Regions from separate parts of the Mus musculus genome. Here region 1 is linked to region 2. Evidence: chromatin contacts called from public HiChIP or PLAC-seq data. All regions are on one chromosome and are shown on one strand. Each heading gives the region's core, a stretch centred on a gene start, on an enhancer-like site or on the middle of the called end of the contact. The rest is flanking DNA. Distances are from core to core; before and after follow the strand shown.

Region 1 (5,413 bases), core at 381-2,880, 97 kb before region 2:
CTCCCCCCTCCCCAGGGAGAAATGCCAGCAATAAACAAACCTAGGCTAGAGTTTGCTTTAAACTCTTAATTAAGTTCATCTGTGAATTATTAATTTCGGTGACCATAAAAATGCCTCCTTAGGTACAGAAATATCTGAGGTTGAGGAGGGCTGGTTCTCTTCTGACTGTGGGTCAGCCTGACTCCCAGCAGGGAAGAAATGATTTAAGCCACCCTTCTATGGGAGATGATGGAAATTAGAGATTACAGACAGGGCACAGTTCATTTATCCATCCACATAAGGGTGAGTAAGGGTTCTAGGACTCTTTTTAGTCTATAGGAGCTGAACACTACACTTCCACATATCTAAATAGCGCCCGTCCAGGCAGCACGGACACTGTGACGCCCTGCATGATTTTGCAATAAGTCAGACACTCATGAGACTGACTCCTACTAATATAGCTTAGGAGAGTATAGACACAACGACTGCCATTCCCTGTGTACATTTGCTCAAACTTCATAGCAGGACAGAGTCCTGATCTGCACACATGTTGAAAACTGGTAGCCCAAGTGACTAAGGGCCTCCTTGGTTTCCATGGCAATATTCCATTACAGGAGCTGATAGATTCCAGAGAGATCGGTGCAGGCCGCCTAAGCAGAGTGGAGTCGCTGGCCCCGGCTGTGAAACAGAACACAGCTGCCAGTGGGTGTGAGCTTCTGAACTCGGAGATGCAGGCCCTGCGCGCCGACTGGAGGCAGTGGGAAGACTGCCTCTTCCAAACACAGAGCAGCCTGGAGAGCCTAGTCAGTGAAATGGCTCTCTCCGAGCAGGAGTTCTTTGGCCAGGTGACCCAACTCGAGCAGGCCCTGGAACAGTTCTGCACCCTTCTGAAAACCTGGGCCCAGCAGCTCACCCTCCTGGAAGGCAAGAACTCTGACGAGGAGATCCTGGAATGCTGGCACAAAGGACGAGTAAGTGGTTGCCTTCCTGTTTACCGTTGGGGTGAATAAGCTAAATATTTCTTCGACTCCTGTGGTTGCTAAAAACGGGTTCTGATAACTAAGTACATGCAGCCCTCAGAGGCAGAAAAAAAGTATTCAGTAAGTTTGCAAAGTGTCTTTTCCCCCCTCCTAGTCTATAAATCAGACTTTGGTATAAGTTAGCATAAGTAGGAGGGAGATGCTATTATGTCCCGTTGGAAAACATTCTTTCTGCGGTGGCGATATTTTACTTTCTTTCTGATGGTGTAAGAGTTTGCAATACTGTATCAGCCATTCAGCTTGGAAAATGCCCTGTGGGCAGGGGCATAAATAGACAGAGAGTCATAGCTCCCTCGTTGCCAGTTAACTCTTTCAAACAATTAAGTGATTGAGTTTATAGCATGGAAAGGCACATTTGATAATTTTCTGAGCCACAACTAATAGTTTTCAGTGTCTGTTTATCCTCTTCATGATTTTGACAGCTGAACTTGAATTAGCTTGTTAATACAGATTAACATTTACTAGACACCTTCTAGGGAAAAAAAAAAAAAAAAACTATTACCACTCTTAGAACCTGAGAAAAGGAAGCAGAAAAGGGAGGGGGACGGGCTGAAGCTTACCAATCTCTTACTTCTCTGATTCCTCTTGGGTGCCTTGGCAATGCTCTCAATATTTGCTGCTTTATAACGCTCAAAATCACGGCTGTCCTTAAAAGGAAGTTTAGTGAAGTCAATGTCTCTGCTTCTATTTATGTTATAATCATTTCGAAATAGCTCCAGCACATTAGGAAGTCACAGAGTATTTCAAGCGCTGTCTTGTTTAAATGAACGTGTGTGTGTGTGTGTGTGTGTGTGTGTGTGTGTGTGTGTGTGTGTGCAGGGACAGAAGTGGGGTGGGGGGGAGGACAGGCTGGAAACCCTTCCACAGGGTCCAATTCTCTGTATATAATAGCGAAGTCACAGTATTTTGGCTCTTTTTAAGTTTTCATTTCTTTGTGTTCTTTTAATGTGAATGAAAGAAATGTTAAAGATCTGGTTGCAGCTAGCATTAATCACTGTTAATCACAGTGACCATCTCCTGTGTTGGGACTATGATTGGATAATCAGCTAAGACTTAAGGATACACGTGCTGATGCAGGCAGAAACAGGGTTTTCAGTTGTGCTGAGTCCAGGATGATGGGTAATTCCTGTTGACCCATCCCTGTTTGAACCTAGGGCTCTAGTTTCTAAGGAAAATAAAACATTGCCTCGTAACAGTCATTGTCATTTAATATTGTCAATATTCAACAGCCAATGGTCATCTAATGATAAAAATTTACCCAGAATTTAAGACAACACTTCAAATTCCATAAGTGGGTAACAAAATGTTTTTAAAGTAGATGAGCTGTAGCAGTTGTCTATGGCAACAACAATCTGCTGTTAGGAAGGTCCCACAGTGGCTGTCAATCACAGTAAACACTAGAGGCCATTGTAAGCCTTGGTCTTATGTCATGGGGAAATTCCCTTAAGGTGGATGATCCATTAAGGTGGATGGTACACTGTGGACATCTGTTGATTGTATTTACAAAATTCATTTTAAAGCAATTGGCTTGCTAGCTTAGAAATGCTGCTATTTAAAAAAAAAAAAAAAACTGGACAAAGAAGAGTTCCTTTGGAGCCTGATGGAAGCAAAAGTTATGAGAGCCAATGCAGGATTTGTGGGGATAAACGCTCTACTAAAATACTGGATTTTAAATGAGGTTATGAATATGTTTTTAAAGATTTATTTTTTATTTATGTGCATGTGTGTGTGTGCATATATGTGTACAAATAATGTACATGTGCCCATGGAAAACAGAAGGGGGTGTCACATCACTTGCAGCTGGAGTTCTCAGCCACTCAGTGTGGATGTTGGGAGCACAACTTGGACCCTGTAGGAAAGTAGCAGCCGCTCTTAACCACTGGGCCATCTCTAGGGTCCTGTGTACTTGTTTGTAAATGAAAACTTTTGCTAAAAATCTTTTCAGTTTTAATGCCCCTTAACTTACAACTGGCCTACTTTAATTTAAAATCTTTTGGTAGATAATGGCATTTCTTTAGTGTTCTTGATAATTCCCTTTAAAAATGTTCAATATGATTAAACATTTTATTTTTTTAATTGTTTCAGTTTTATTACATGTGTTTTTCTTTTTTAAAATTTATTTATTTTTATTCTTTTTTATTGGCTATTTTATTTATTTACATTTCTAGTGTTATCTCCCTTCCTGGTTTCCTTTCCACACAAACCCCCTATCCCAACCCCCCTCTACCCTGCTTCTATGAGGGTGCTCCCCTACCCACCCACCTACTCCCACCTCACTGCCCTAGCATTCCCCATGTTGGGGCATTGAACCTTCACAGGACCAAGGGCTTCTCCTCCCATTGATGCCAGATAAGGTCATCCTCTGCTATATATTCGGCAGGAGCAATGAGCTCCTCCATGTGTATGTACTCTTTGGTTAGTCATTTAGTCCTTGGGAGCTCTGGAGTATATGGTGGTTGGTATTGTTGTTCTTCCTATGGGGTTGCAAACTCCTTTATCTCCTTCAGTTCTTCCCTTAACTCCTCCACTGGGGTCCCCACACTCAGTCCAATGGTTGGCTGTGAGCATCCACATCTGTATTTGTCAGGCTCTGGCAGAGCCTCTTAGGGGACAGCTGTGTCAGGTTCCTGTCTGCAAGCACTTATTTCTGGGTTAGTCTTTAGAGTTTTAAAGAGAAACTATATAGTTACTTTTTTGTGACGTTTCTAAATAAAAGTGTTTCAGAGGACTTTGGGACACAGGTTGATGATAGAATACTTGAGTGGCTTATTGTGGGGACCTGGATGCCATCCCTAGAACCACAGGAAAGGAAAGGGAGAAACTAGAAGGAACTGAATGGAAAGGGAAGGAAAGGGGAGAAAAAAAGCCCATGCATGCTTTCGAACCTACAGGAGGTGGTCACTTCAGTCTCCATATCCCCGCTGATAGGAGTCTCAGCTAAGGTCACCGCTCATAGACTCCCTGGAACCTCCCCCATCCCAGGTCTCTAGCTACTCCATTGTTTGCCTTTCCCTCTCCAACACCCCCTCTCCTTACATCTGACCCCCATACCTGCTCCCCTCCTCACCCCTTCTCCCACCCAGTTCCCTCCATCCATCCACCTTCAATGACTACTTTGTTTCCCCTTTTAAGTGAAATGCACACATCCTCCCATAGGCCTGCTCTCCTTATTACTTAGTTTCTTTGGATCTGTTAATTATACTGTGGCTATCCTGTACTTTTTGGCTAATGTCCAAGTATAGGTGAATACAAACCACGTGTATCTTTCTGGATTTGAGTTATCTCACTCAGAATGCTAGTTTCTAGTTTCATCCATTGGCCTGCAAATTTCATGTTTTTGTTTTTAATAGCTGAATAGTATTCCATTGTGTAAATGAACCACATTTTCTGTATCCATTCTTCACTTCAGTGACATCTGGTTGTTTCCAGTTTCACACTATTATAATAAAGCAGCTATGAACATACTTAAGAATCTTTGTGGTATATATAATAGGGCATCTTTTGGGTATATGCCCAAGAGTGCTATAGTTTGGTAGTGGGGTAGAATTATTCCCAATTTTCTGAGAAACAGCCAAATTGATTTCCAAAGTAGTTATACCAGTTTGTACTCTCACCAGCAATGGAGGAGTGTTCTCCCTCTTCCAAGTACTTGCATGTTCTGTCCCTTGAGCCATTTTTAACCTTAGCCATTCTGATGGGTATAAGATATAATCTCATGATCATTTTGGTATGCATTTCCCTGATGGCTAAGGACTTTGAACATTTCTTTAAGTGCTTCTCAGCCATTAGAGATTCTTCTGTCAAGAATTTTCTTTTTAGCTTTGTGCTCCACTTTTAAAATTGGATTATCTGTGTCTAATTTCTTGAGTATAACACACACACACACACACACACACACACAGACACACATGAATGATAGCAGTCCTATGTCAGATGTAAGGTTGGTGAAGATCTTTCCTTTTCTCATTCTGTAGGCTACAGTTTTGTCTTACTGGCAGTGTCCTTTGCCTTACAGAAAGAAGCTTTTCAGTTTAATGAGGTCCCATTTATTAATTGTTGATCTTAGTGCCTCAGCTATTGGTAAATCAGGAATTTGTTTCCTGTGCCAATGAGTTCAAGGCAGTCCCCCACTTTCTCTTCTATTATGTTTAGTCTGTCCAATGTTATGTTGAGGTCTTTAATCCACTTAGACTTGAATTTTGTGCAGAGTGATAGATATGGGTCTATTTTTATTCTTCTACATGCAGTCATACAGGTAGAACAGCACCAATTATTTGTTGAAGATTGTCTCCCTTTTCCACTGTATGTATTTGGCTTCTTTGTGTCCGTAGATGTGTGGGTTTATTTATGGGTCTTCAATTCTATTCCATTGATCAACCTGTCTGTTTTTATGC
Region 2 (5,577 bases), core at 2,314-4,813:
GTATATTTAGGAGGTCAGTCACATACAAATTAAGGATTAAGATATCATAGACTTCATACATACTATTCTGACCTTCTATAAAAAAAGGTCTTGGTCACAGGAACCAGCAAACAGTTTGCTTTGTGACCCTGCCTTACTAAGTGACTGCCACCTCTTGGATGTAGTTAGTATAAGAGCTGAGCGTTGCTTTTTTTTTTTTTTTTTTTTTTTTTTTTTTTTTTTTTTGCTTTAGTCATCACATGACCTAATTTCCATGGCATGAACCATCTGGTAAATTTCAGAGACTTCAGGTATTTTGGAGAAAGTTGCCAGCACCGCATGCTGGGAGTTCATAATAGCTTAATGGTCACCTGTCAGGGCTCAAAGCCAATCTGCCCGCCCCATATTCCCACTGCAAGCCTAGCTAGGGCTCAGTGTCTGGTGTTGGGCTCTGCTGCGCTGTGGTCTGGCTCGGCTGGGCTGGAGGTGCAGCAGCCGGCAGCTGCACACCGCCTCTGCTCGGCGCAGGGCTCGGCTCCGCCTCTCATTGGCTCCCGGCTGCAGGAAGATGAACCCCACTACTGTTTCCTTCTGATGCTGCTCTGACACACGGTGGGAAAATGTTTCCTCAGGAGCTGGCGCAGAAAATCAAGGGCTACCAGGAGCAGATCGACTCTTTGAATTCCAAATGCAAGATGCTGACGATGAAAGCCAAGCACGCAACTATGCTGCTGACTGTGACCGAGGTCGAGGGACTGGCTGAAGGGACCGAGGATCTGGACCGCGAGCTCCACCCTACGCCTTCAGCCCACCCCTCTGTGGTCATGGTAAGGATCAAGCCTGGCCGTACAGCTAGCTTTGCTCTTTGGACTGAAGCACGGCTGCTGGTGGCCAGGAGCCACAGCCATGCTTCTTTAGAGACTAGCTTTAGAGGTTGTAGATCCTAATTTAGGAGCTGGCTCCTTCGTTTGTAGTGACTGACTGCCCAGGAACCAGAGCTAATCTTTACCCCTATAAACAGTGGCATTTGTGACTGCTAATGTTAGATTTGGAGTCCAAAGGCTGCCCTTCATTCATGACCAATTTTGCAATAACACTGACCTATTTTGTGTTTTATTTTGAAAATAATTCCTTTACACCAGAGTCATGACACATAGATTTAACTGTTTTCCCATATATACATATACACACATATACATATATATTCAAATATATGTGTGATATATATTCCCATATATGTGATATATATGCATATATACATATGCATATATATATATATATATGAGAAAAACTATTATGGCAGAAATGAAGAAATTAACTAGTCAAAGTTTAGTTTGGGACCAAGAGACAATTTAATCTCCCTTTTATACCATTATTTCCCTCTACATTTTGCAACTGAGTGTTTTGGTAACTATAGTATCTTCTGGTGATGTATATTTTTCTCACTTATGCTATGCCTCAAGTAATAAGTAACATATTCGCAAACCATGTGGCCATATGTGACTTTAGATCAGCAGTTCTCAACCTTCCTAACATTGTGACCCTTGAATACAGTTCCTCGTGTTGTGGTGACCTCCAACCATAAACTTATTTTATTGCTACTTCATAACTACTTCTGCTACTGTTATGAATGGTAATGTAAATATCTGTATGCAGGCTGTCTGATATGCGACCCCTGTGAAAGAAAGGGTCATTCAACCCCCAAAGGGGTCACGACCCACAGGTTGAGCAACACTGTTTAGTTGCATTTAATTTCCCTGGACATTTGGAACTTGAGATGACACAAGAGGCCAGGTTTTATTTCACAGATCCCATTTCCTGTTTGGTGCACATTTTCCCTACTTATTTTATAAAGCCACAAATACACTCGATGAAAAGAGACACTTTTGACCAACATCAAAATTCTTGGGTGTGAAGTGCAGCCACGAATCTGTCTGTTTTAGAAACAGTCTTAACACAACCACTTGACGGTCATACTTTTATATACTAACCCAGAGTTAATATGTAAACTAATGCCAGTCATGCCAACCTTGGCTGGATAATGAAGTCCTGAGCTTTGTCTGTGAGGTTTTGTGCTAACATAGCTAACAGATTTTTATGTCCCCTGGGCTACATTCTGTGTGGCAGATGACTGCAGGTCGCTGTCATACTCTGCTGTCACCTGTCACTGAAGAGTCTGGGGAAGAGGGAACCAACAGTGAGATTTCCTCTCCACCTGCCTGTCGCTCCCCATCACCTGTGGCTAACACGGAGGCGGCTGTTAACCAGGTACCTCCCACTTGTCCTTCCCACACTGTGAGCTCTCAATGGATGCAGTTCTCCGTTTGCCATCCCCATTGGTCTGTGGCTATGAGTCCCCAGTTTCATCGAATTTGGGACCAGAGGCCATGCCATTAAGTGTCACATAAATTATGGTTGTCATGGAAGGTGACATATGTCGCCACCCCAACTGAGCTACTGGTTGGTGAAGTGAGCAAAAATTAGCTCATGAAAATTATAGCCCAGTATAAACAAACTCATCCACCATGCAAATTAAAGCCCAAAGAAGGTCCCTTTAGGGCCTTATGGCTTCCTAAAGCAATCCTCGGCATGGGGTACTGTATCCCAAAGGAGAACACAGAAGTATGATTCTATGGCTCAGTTAACATGCATGGAGGACTGCAGTAACACTAACCAGGTCCTACTTTAAATAGCAAACCTTGATTCCTATGAGACTTTTAGTTTCTGTAAAGTGAAGCTGTGCCTTGTTATGGGCCACATTTTAACATATCTTACACTAAATATAACATATTCTAAGTGGTGTGCCAGAACACTTAGTGAGACGTATATGATATAAGCAAAATACTTTCAAAATAACCAAAACTTTTAATGTGTGTGTGATAAGCGGTGATGTATTTTTAGCCAAAACAAATTTTGACAGATTTTAATGATGTTTCTAAGAAGTTATGTAACTGCTCGTGAGCTGAGATAATATTGAGAGGAGGCACTAATTAGAGCAAGTGTCTCCTAGACAGTGCTATAAATCCATCACTTAAAAATGTTTCTTTTATTATGTCACTTTAATTTTAAAGCCAAAGGGTTCAAATGGAACTTCTGTGATAAAGAGAACAGGCCTCCAAATTCAAAAGGTCATAAAGTTGCCAAGACATTTAGATGGTATGACAGTCTGTTGGTAGAGACTGGTACAGTTCTGGGGAAATTCTTAAGTCATCCATTCAGGAGATACATTCTTAGCTGGCTGTGGTGGCTCACACCTGCAATCCTAGCACTTAGGAGGCTGTGGAGGTACGTTTACCATGAGTTCAAGACCAGCTTAAGAGCTAGGTAGTGAGTTTCCCTCTACCTTGAGTTACAGAGTGAAAAAGCCCAGGCTCAAAACTAACAAATCAAATCAAACCAAAAGACCTCTGAGCAAGCCAGACACAAGACTTTCTGTCTTACACACAGAACAGAAAAGTCAACAACAATTAAATAATAACAAGAGTAATAAGAGGAAATTAACAAGAAAAGGAGAAGTTCAGAGCTCCCTGGGAGAGCTCTGATGCCCAAGTTCTGAATTAAAAATATGAATTACTCATCCTTGGATGATACGGTTTCTTTCCTGTGGTCATGGATGTCCCTAGAACTAGAGGAGATGGATTACAGTCAGCTGGTGGTATATCAAAATGATTACATAATATTCTTAAACTTTTCAAGTAGAACAGTTAATACTGATCTTGACACTGTGTGCTGTGGAAGTCTATGCCTTTTCTAATAGTTTCTATTTTTGTGCTCCATCTTGGTCAACACTTTCAATGTACATGTGAGGTTGTCCAGTACGTCATCACAAAAACACATTCACGATTTTCTTGTTATTAGTTGATATGAGTGATAATCACATCTTACAATGAGCTAGATTAGGCTTCCTGTGGCTTAGTTTTTACAAGTCTCCTCCATCACAAGATGTCAGTTAAAATCCATTGTTAGGCAAACATCCAGGCAGGGTCCAGACCCCTCTTAGTTAGTAGATGTGACCTCACCTAGGCTAAGGCAGGCGGCTTGACTTGGAGGATACTAAATAGCCAATGGAGTCTTCGCATTGTTTGTTTAATCAAACAAATCTATAGGCCACATCAGTTGGCTGAATGTTCCCAGAGTACAGTGTAAATCAGTGAGAGACTGACAGCTTGGGTAGCAATGCACTAGATTTCAGAACTAGTTTTAAAACTCCAGGAGCTTCTAGCAGATGCCCTTTAGCTCCAGTTTCCAGACCGCCAACGCTGTATAGCACAGAATGTACACAGCCATCCAAGGAAGAGCCAGATATAGTTACTTAAAAACATCACATCCGTGAAGGGGCTCTGTGCTCGCTCTTTCTGTAAGTAGATCTCTGTTACATAACAAACAGATTTCCCCCTCACAGCCAGGGTGTTCCCTCCTCTGACTGTGAGGGAGGAGGCATCCTCAGTTTGCCACAGGCTCCTTCATCCCCCTAGACACAAGCTGTCATCTGGCTTCCACAGAAGAGTTGAGACAGATATTGTGTCATGTTGTTGGCCTCCAGGTCAGAAGCTTCGTGAGACCACAGCTCTTCAGTGTCCAAGCTGCCTCTCTCTGGGTGGTTCCTCAGCAGCTCCTGAGGAAACAAAAATGAATAGTAACACACAATTACAAGTGCTAAATGGGATGTTTAATTATCACTAACTTTTAAGACTGGGAAAAATGTGGATCAAATTGGAGCCAAATCTGTCCAGATTTATTTCCTTGGGCATCTTAAGCTTAGACATATGAGCACCGAGCCACACATTTTTAACCGTGATTCCTCGCTGTACCAAGCATCGATGGCAGCCATTGTTTATGGGTTTCTTAGTGACTGTGATTTACTCCTTGAGTTCTGGTAGCTCTCGCATAACAGCCCCAAGTTCCTCATATACAGAAGATGATGGGCTTTCAACTCTACAAGAGGCCAGTTGTCAGGTAGAACCAAAAAAAAAACCACACATAGAACCAAAAAAAAAATTTTTTTTTTGGTAACAAATTGCACTCTAGCTCTTGGGGGTCTAATTCATAATTGGGTATGTACTTGAGAAATTTTATGTTACTTAAAGCTGGACTTTGTTTTTTCAAGCTGGTGACAGCAATAGGCTTATAGTTCCACCATACCCACTATTCCAAGACTCCTGCTGATTCTCATTCCATGAATGGAGCCACGCCCACTGTTCTCTCTTACACATTACATTCCTACCAAGAAATTATTTTTTAAATTAGGGGAAGTAAGAGATATCCAACAACAGTAGTAAGAGAGAACACTTACGTTAGTGTACCCACGTAAAACTTATATTTTTAACGGGTAAGCATTATGGAGTTTTCCATTTAAGATTTCAAGATCTCAGTTAACTACGGGTCCCTGAAAGTGTGGAGAGTATGAGAACATGGGCAACTAGTGTCACTTCTAGTGTCTATAAAGTGAATCTAGGTACAATATTCATTCCACAAAGCCCCCTGCCTGCTATTTTGCTGAACACACACAATATGCTCAGAAAGCAAAGCCTCAGGCATTATGGCTGTCATTAAGGGGCTCAGAATTTTGTGTGCAAAGGCAGATGATGGAGCTAAGAG

Evidence for each region. HiChIP or PLAC-seq counts read pairs in DNA pulled down with a chosen protein or histone mark.
Region 1: a contact with region 2 is called in an H3K4me3 HiChIP or PLAC-seq map of bone marrow-derived macrophages, with 5 times the contacts expected there. The contact joins two enhancer-like sites. A contact is called at or near these places in 1 of 15 datasets of contacts at CTCF or cohesin (the NIH/3T3 cell line), 5 of 484 Hi-C or Micro-C datasets (bone marrow-derived macrophages, brown adipocytes, macrophages and 2 more), 2 of 115 datasets of contacts at active chromatin or transcription factors (both in bone marrow-derived macrophages) and 1 of 9 other capture datasets (adipose tissue).

What each region holds. Positions count from the first base shown.
Region 1 is chr10:5,284,753-5,290,165 of GRCm38.p6, reverse strand. It overlaps Syne1 (spectrin repeat containing, nuclear envelope 1), which reads left to right. Exons shown (of 146, transcript NM_001347711.1): 55 at 594-950. Among named protein-coding and RNA genes, the nearest start is that of Gm51757, 39 kb to the left of the region's middle. Within about 2 kb of position 1,630, at least 166 of the 459 cell types and tissues checked have an H3K27ac peak or open chromatin away from gene starts, as enhancers often do. A contact at or near this core is called in adipose tissue, bone marrow-derived macrophages and macrophages, where this site is marked.
Region 2 is chr10:5,189,702-5,195,278 of GRCm38.p6, reverse strand. Syne1 (spectrin repeat containing, nuclear envelope 1) reads left to right here. Exons shown (of 146, transcript NM_001347711.1): 91 at 612-806; 92 at 2,107-2,247. Among named protein-coding and RNA genes, the nearest start is that of Gm51757, 130 kb to the left of the region's middle. Within about 2 kb of position 3,563, at least 25 of the 459 cell types and tissues checked have an H3K27ac peak or open chromatin away from gene starts, as enhancers often do. A contact at or near this core is called in adipose tissue, bone marrow-derived macrophages and macrophages, where this site is marked.